Linked DNA regions of Ovis aries: region 2 is linked to region 1. The links are chromatin contacts, called in public Hi-C maps. All regions are on one chromosome and are shown on one strand. Each heading gives the region's core, a stretch centred on a gene start, on an enhancer-like site or on the middle of the called end of the contact. The rest is flanking DNA. Distances are from core to core; before and after follow the strand shown.

What was found. A called contact is a pair of places that touch in the nucleus more often than the background predicts.
Region 2: a Hi-C map of liver shows a contact between it and region 1, with 3 times the contacts expected there. The contact joins the promoter of PRX here to the enhancer-like site in region 1. A contact is called at or near these places in 2 of 16 Hi-C or Micro-C datasets (liver and skin fibroblasts).

Annotation. Positions count from the first base shown.
Region 1 is chr14:49,093,730-49,096,590 of ARS-UI_Ramb_v3.0, reverse strand. AKT2 (AKT serine/threonine kinase 2) reads left to right here. Exons shown (of 14, transcript XM_060398079.1): 1 at 1-2,861. Among named protein-coding and RNA genes, the nearest start is that of AKT2, 9.0 kb to the left of the region's middle. Within about 2 kb of position 1,595, at least 4 of the 54 cell types and tissues checked have an H3K27ac peak or open chromatin away from gene starts, as enhancers often do. A contact at or near this core is called in liver, where this site is marked.
Region 2 is chr14:49,168,353-49,171,182 of ARS-UI_Ramb_v3.0, reverse strand. PRX (periaxin) reads left to right here and starts at 1,387. Exons shown (of 7, transcript XM_027978313.3): 1 at 1,387-1,436.

The DNA of each region.
Region 1 (2,861 bases), core at 346-2,845:
ATCTTGTTTGTTTTTTTACTTTTCAGCTACACTGAGGGGCCTGTGGGATTTTAGTTCATCGAACAGCGGTTGAACCAGCACCCCCTGCATTGGAGGCCCAAAATCTTAACCACTGGACCACCAGGGAGGTCCCCTTGTTTGGCCTTCTTTATGGTCTGTTATGATTAGAGCTTGAGCTGTTTTGATTAACAGCAACCGTATGATCTTGGGCAAGTTACTCAACCTCTCTGAGCTCGAGTTTCCTCTTCACTAAGGTGAGAGTAATGGCAGCATCTTATTGTGAGGACCAAATGAGTCAGTTCTTGTGAAGGGCTCAAACAGTGCCTGGCATGGCGTGGTTTTCTCATCTGTCTCTGAAACTGATGATTTTCTGCATCAGCCTTAGCACCACCACCGAAAGAACCCCTTAATGACATTATCATTGACTACAAAAAAGAGCTTTAGGAGTTACTCTTATTTTAATTCTAAATTTATAACAAAGTAGCAGGAATAGAACAAGTACTTCCTATATTCTCTTCAGCCAGATTTGCCAACTGTTTGCTCCATTCTCTCTTCTCCCCGACACCACACACACACACACACACACACACACACTGTGGTTTTGAACAATTTGAGAGTTCACTTGAACATCATGTCCCTTTACCTGACAATACTTCAGTGTGTATTTCCTAAGAACAAGAACATTTTCTTTCATAATCACAGTACAACTATCGAAACCAAGAAATTTAACAAGGATACAGTGCTCTTCTTATCTGAACCCTAGTTCATATTCTGGTTTCATCAACCGTCCCTGTAATGTTCGTTATTGCCATGTTTTTTCCTTGGCTCAGAATCCAGTTCCAATCACGTGTTGCGTTTAGGTGTCCTGTCAGAGTTTCCTTTCAAACAGTGAATGTTTCCATAACAGCCTGAAGGTCCAACTTTCTCCAGGAAGGCTTGAAGCCTGCCAGACAGCTGGGTTCCGGCGGGGATGGCCGTCTCACGTGGTGCCATCTGGTGGCAGCAGCGTGAATAGCGTTTTATAAATCATCCTGTTAGGCTGCTGTGAAATGAGTCCCTTCCTGATGAGCTAAAAAGAAATCCAGTGATATTCACATCATCTTAATTTTTCTTAATAATATGGGAAGCTATGTTTTAAATATTTATGTAACTCAAACCCACATACTTTAATTAGCATTGAAAATGAGGTTTCGCCATGTCTCAAATCTGGATCCATGCATGTGAAGTCCAATGCTATGGGTAAAAGTGTGGTCTTGGCCTGACATCTTTGGGAATGGATCTGGGCGCCACAACATTCGGGTATGTGGTATTTTTCCCGAGGCTTTCCCTCTCTGGGCCTATGTTTACTTCTGCAAAATAGGCCTTACAGAGACTTCTACCCACAGGAACATATTCAGGTCATGGATATAGTTTCCAGCATGTGCCTGATATATGAGAATTCTTCCATAAAGGTTAATGGATTATTATTATTTGTTCAAATTTTTTTTTTTTGTGAGCAGACAAGCTCAGACATGAAGTAACATTCACCCCAGTACAGAGCTTTAACCTTCCTAATCAAAACCACATTCAGTCAACAAATATTTATTGATTCCCCAGGTCTCAACCGGTGCGTAGGCAATGTTCTAGACACTGGGAATACAGCCCAAGACAAAGCCTTTGCCCTCATGGGCAAGTTTATGTTCCAGTGTTGGGGGAAGACAGTTACAAAATAAAAAAAAATTTTCTTCTTTAGTGTTAAGCACTAGGTAGAGAATTCAAATATGCTGAAAAGGAGGGACAGCATAGCTCTTTTGGATTCAGAGTGACCAGGGAAAGCCTCTCTAAAGAGGAGATTTGAACTGAGTTCTGAAAGACAGAAGTCAGTCCTGCAAAGATCAGGATCCGGGAGGGTGACCAGTCCAGGTAAAAGGAACAGCGAGTGCAAAGGCCCTGAGGTGGGAACATGCTTGTCTTTTTGGTGGGGCAGAGAAAAGGTTAGTGTGTCTAGGATGTGGTGGTAAAGGGCGAGAGAAGCTTGAGATCAAGTTAGGCAGACAGCCAGGGGGGCTCACACAGGTCTCTGAAGACAATGGTGAGGTCTTCAGCTTTTATTTCACAATATGAAAAGCCATGTGTGTGTCAGAGCAGACCAATAAGGCGTTCAGCCTTACTGAGAGTAGAGAAAGTTTCATCCCAAGGTCTGCAGCAAAGCACATTTAGCCTCACCTCAGACGTTTGGGAAATCTCTGATGTGTTAAAAAGTTGAGTGTCGGGACTTCCCTGGAGGTCCAGTGATTAAGACTCTGCACTTCCACTGCCGGGGACTCGGGTTTGATCCCTACTCGGGGAACTAAGATCCTACATACTGTGTGGTGCGGTCAAAACAACACAAAAGTTGAATGTGCATGGTTCATAGTATCTTCCATTAGAATTTTTGAAGATAAAACATTTTATAAAAAAGAAATTGGAACCAACATTTACAGAAGCCCTGAGGCTCATCTGTACTACTGCCAAAACACTTAAAATGACTCTAAAAAGATCTTTCCGACACAGTAGTGCCTAGGGTGGGGCTTAGTAACTTCTGGTTGGGGAGTCAAAGATATTATTTCAACATTTCTGTATAACATGGGAAAGTCTTTTAAATAAAAAACTTTTTTTTTTTTTTTAACAGTGCCAGACTTCTTTGAGAATCTGATCAATACTATGGACTTTCTCCTCTGAAAATGCTCTGCTTAGGATGAAGAAAGGGGGAAATCTTAAGTCTTGCTGCTTGTATCCCCTGATTACTCATGTAGCAAGGAGGGTACATTTGCCAATGGCCATCTCCACCACTGCCAAGCATAGACCCCACCCCCCCAGCTCTTATGGGGTGGAGTGGAAGT
Region 2 (2,830 bases), core at 138-2,637, 75 kb before region 1:
GGGGCATTTCGGAGAGAAGGGAGGATGCCCCTGGCACTCTGGGATCCTGCCAGCCGGTCTCTGGTCCCCCAAGCCCCTCAGGAGTGGGCCCCAACTGCTCAGGGTGGGGAGGGGGCTGCTGAGGGGCCAGCTAAGCTGATGTGAAAGGTGAGGGTGCCCCCTCTGCTGAGGGCCTGGAGGCCGAGCCCGGGTGGACAATGGGCCGGAAGCTGCTGATGTGCATTTTGGGGGTAATCCCCGGCCTCAGCCCAGCCCCGGCCCCAGGCTCCAGCTCAGAGAGCCAGGAGCATCCGAGGCAGCAGCCGGGTGGGTGTGAGGGGCATGTGGGAATACCTATGCTCCCTGTGCCGCCCCCCGGGGTCTGGTGAGTCAGGGCCGGCTTGGGGCCAGGGGCCGGGGGATCAGGGTGCGGCCTGGTGGCCTTGGTTTGGGAGTTGGGCAGATGTGGGTTCAAATCCCGGTGCTACCTACTACCTGAAGTGGGTGACCTTGGGTGTCACTCCCCTCTCTGAGCCTCCTTGGCTGTTATATGAAGGGGACAGGGCATATTGCAGGGTCTTGGCGGTCCTGTAGAACTGTGGTTGGATCCCAGCCCCAGCACTTTCTGGATTTTTAACTAAAAACTGGGCTTTCATCTGCCTGTCTTGCATCCCTGATTCCAGGGGCCAAGCTTTGGGTGCCCAGCATGGTACATGATAGATGTCCCCCCAAGTGGCAACTCCATTAAACAGAGAAGTGGGGCTCCTGATCCAGTCCCACTCAAGCCAAAAGTCCGCTGACAAGTCTAGCTGGTCCCCTAATTTGTTTGAATAATACAAAATGCGTATAAGTAGCAGTCACTCTGTGCCAGGAGCTTTTGAAAGTTTTTCGTCTCTTTTCACTCATTTTATCTTCACAACAAACCCATAAGGCAGACACTTCTGTGATCCTTGTTTTAGAGATGGAGAAACTGAGGTGCAGAAAGATGCCGTGACTTGCCGAAGGTCACACAGCCAGGACACGGCTGAGCTGGGATTTGAACCCACATTAACTGGGAGAGAGAGTGGAGTTTATTTTTAGGGGCCCCAGGAACCAGCAGGGCCATGCCTGGGTCTGGAAGCCAGGGAATGGTGTTGGTAGGAGGCTAGTCTCCCATGGTACTAGCAACCTGTCAACCCCAGGATCAGGGCTCACGGTGGAGGTCTCAGCCCAGGCGAGGACGAGCAGCTGTCTAGGCTTCTCCTCTGTGGCTCCCACCTCCTGGCGGGTGGATGTGGCTGGGAGAAGGGGATGTTTGTTTCCCCACCACCCACCCCCTGGTGATGTCATATCTCGGCAGCCAATGGCTGGGGTCTCCCCCTCCTCCCCCTCCCCATACCTTTTCCCCCCCAGCCTGTGACCGGGGCTGAGCAGACAGACCGGACCTGGGAGCTCTCGAGCTGTCTGGAGGCCTAGTGGTAAGAGATGAGCCAGCCAGTTCCCATCCTGGCCAAGCTAAGAAGCTGTGGGAATGAGACCCAGGATCCTGGGAGGGTCTGGGAGGGTGTCTGGGGCTCAGGAGGCTGCAAGGTGTAGGAGTTAAAGGTACAGACTTTGAAACCAGACCCTGGGTTCAAATCCCAGTGTTCTCTTCTTTCTGGCTGTGTCGCTTTGGGCAAGATACTGCATTCATTGTGCCTCTGCTTTCTCACCTCTAAAATGGGCTGATGGGACTGCCCCGGTGGTCCAGTCTTTCTGTGCTTCCACTGCGGGGGCACAGGTTCCATCCTCGCTGGGGAAGTTCCACCTATCTCAAAGTGCAGCCAAGAAAAAGGCAGGGGGGCTGATGGAGGCCACCTCACAGGGCTGACACGAGAGTAAATGAATTGCTGCTTATAAAGAGCTGGGGCTGGATGCTGAGGGTGGGACAGGCCTTTTGGTCCCTGGAATAGAGTGCTGGGGAGGCAGTTATGATCTTGCTGGTTTGGAAGCTGGTACCCAAGCTGGATCTTGTCCCTCACCCAAAGTTCCTCTTTGGTAGCAGAGAAAGTGGGGCCACTGTGGGCAAAGGCTGGATATGAGACACTTTAAGATACTCAGCCCCCTGCCTCCCACACACAATTGCCTTCAGAGATTAGTTGCTATTACTTGAGCTCTTATACTGTATACTCCGAATATTCTAAGCACCTGCTGTTATCTCATAATTCCTCAAAGCCACTGTTATTGGCTCCATTTTACAGAGGAAGAAACTGAGGCCCTGAGAGGTGAAATTCAAACCTTGCCCCAGTATTCAAACCTGAGGAGTGCTGGAGCTGGGCCTAAATGAGGCACCCAGAGGCCACTGCCAGAATGCCTCCCCCTCCGCATCACTAGATGGCCTCAGATATCTCAGATATCTGGGGGCCTGGATGAGTCAGGTTAACCTCTCACTCCCACTGCAGGGGCTCCAGGTCACTCTGGTCTTCGGGGTGGCTGAGGCTGTGAGTGGGGAGAATTCTTAAGTGACGTTGGTGCCAGGCATGGGGGTGGTGGGAGAAGGTACAGTGAGGCAAAGCTGGGGGCTTCCTCAGCAGGAAGGGCAGGAGTGACATCTTAAATGAGCATCTGAGTTGTGACTTCCCCAGGGAGGTGTTGTTAGGATTTAATGAGCCCAGGCAGGGAAGAATCTTTGCACACAGTGAATGCTCAAGAAAGGGGATTCTCAGAATTCTGGAAGCTCAGGAATGGATCAGGGAAGTGCCACAGGAGCTCAAGAAATCGGCAGTTAGCCTCTGGAGAGTACTGCCTAGCCTTGATTCCCCAGGGAAGCCCCATTAGAGCTTCCCCTAACACAGGTCAGGCCCGCCCCCTGGGCACCTCCCTACCCCTCCTT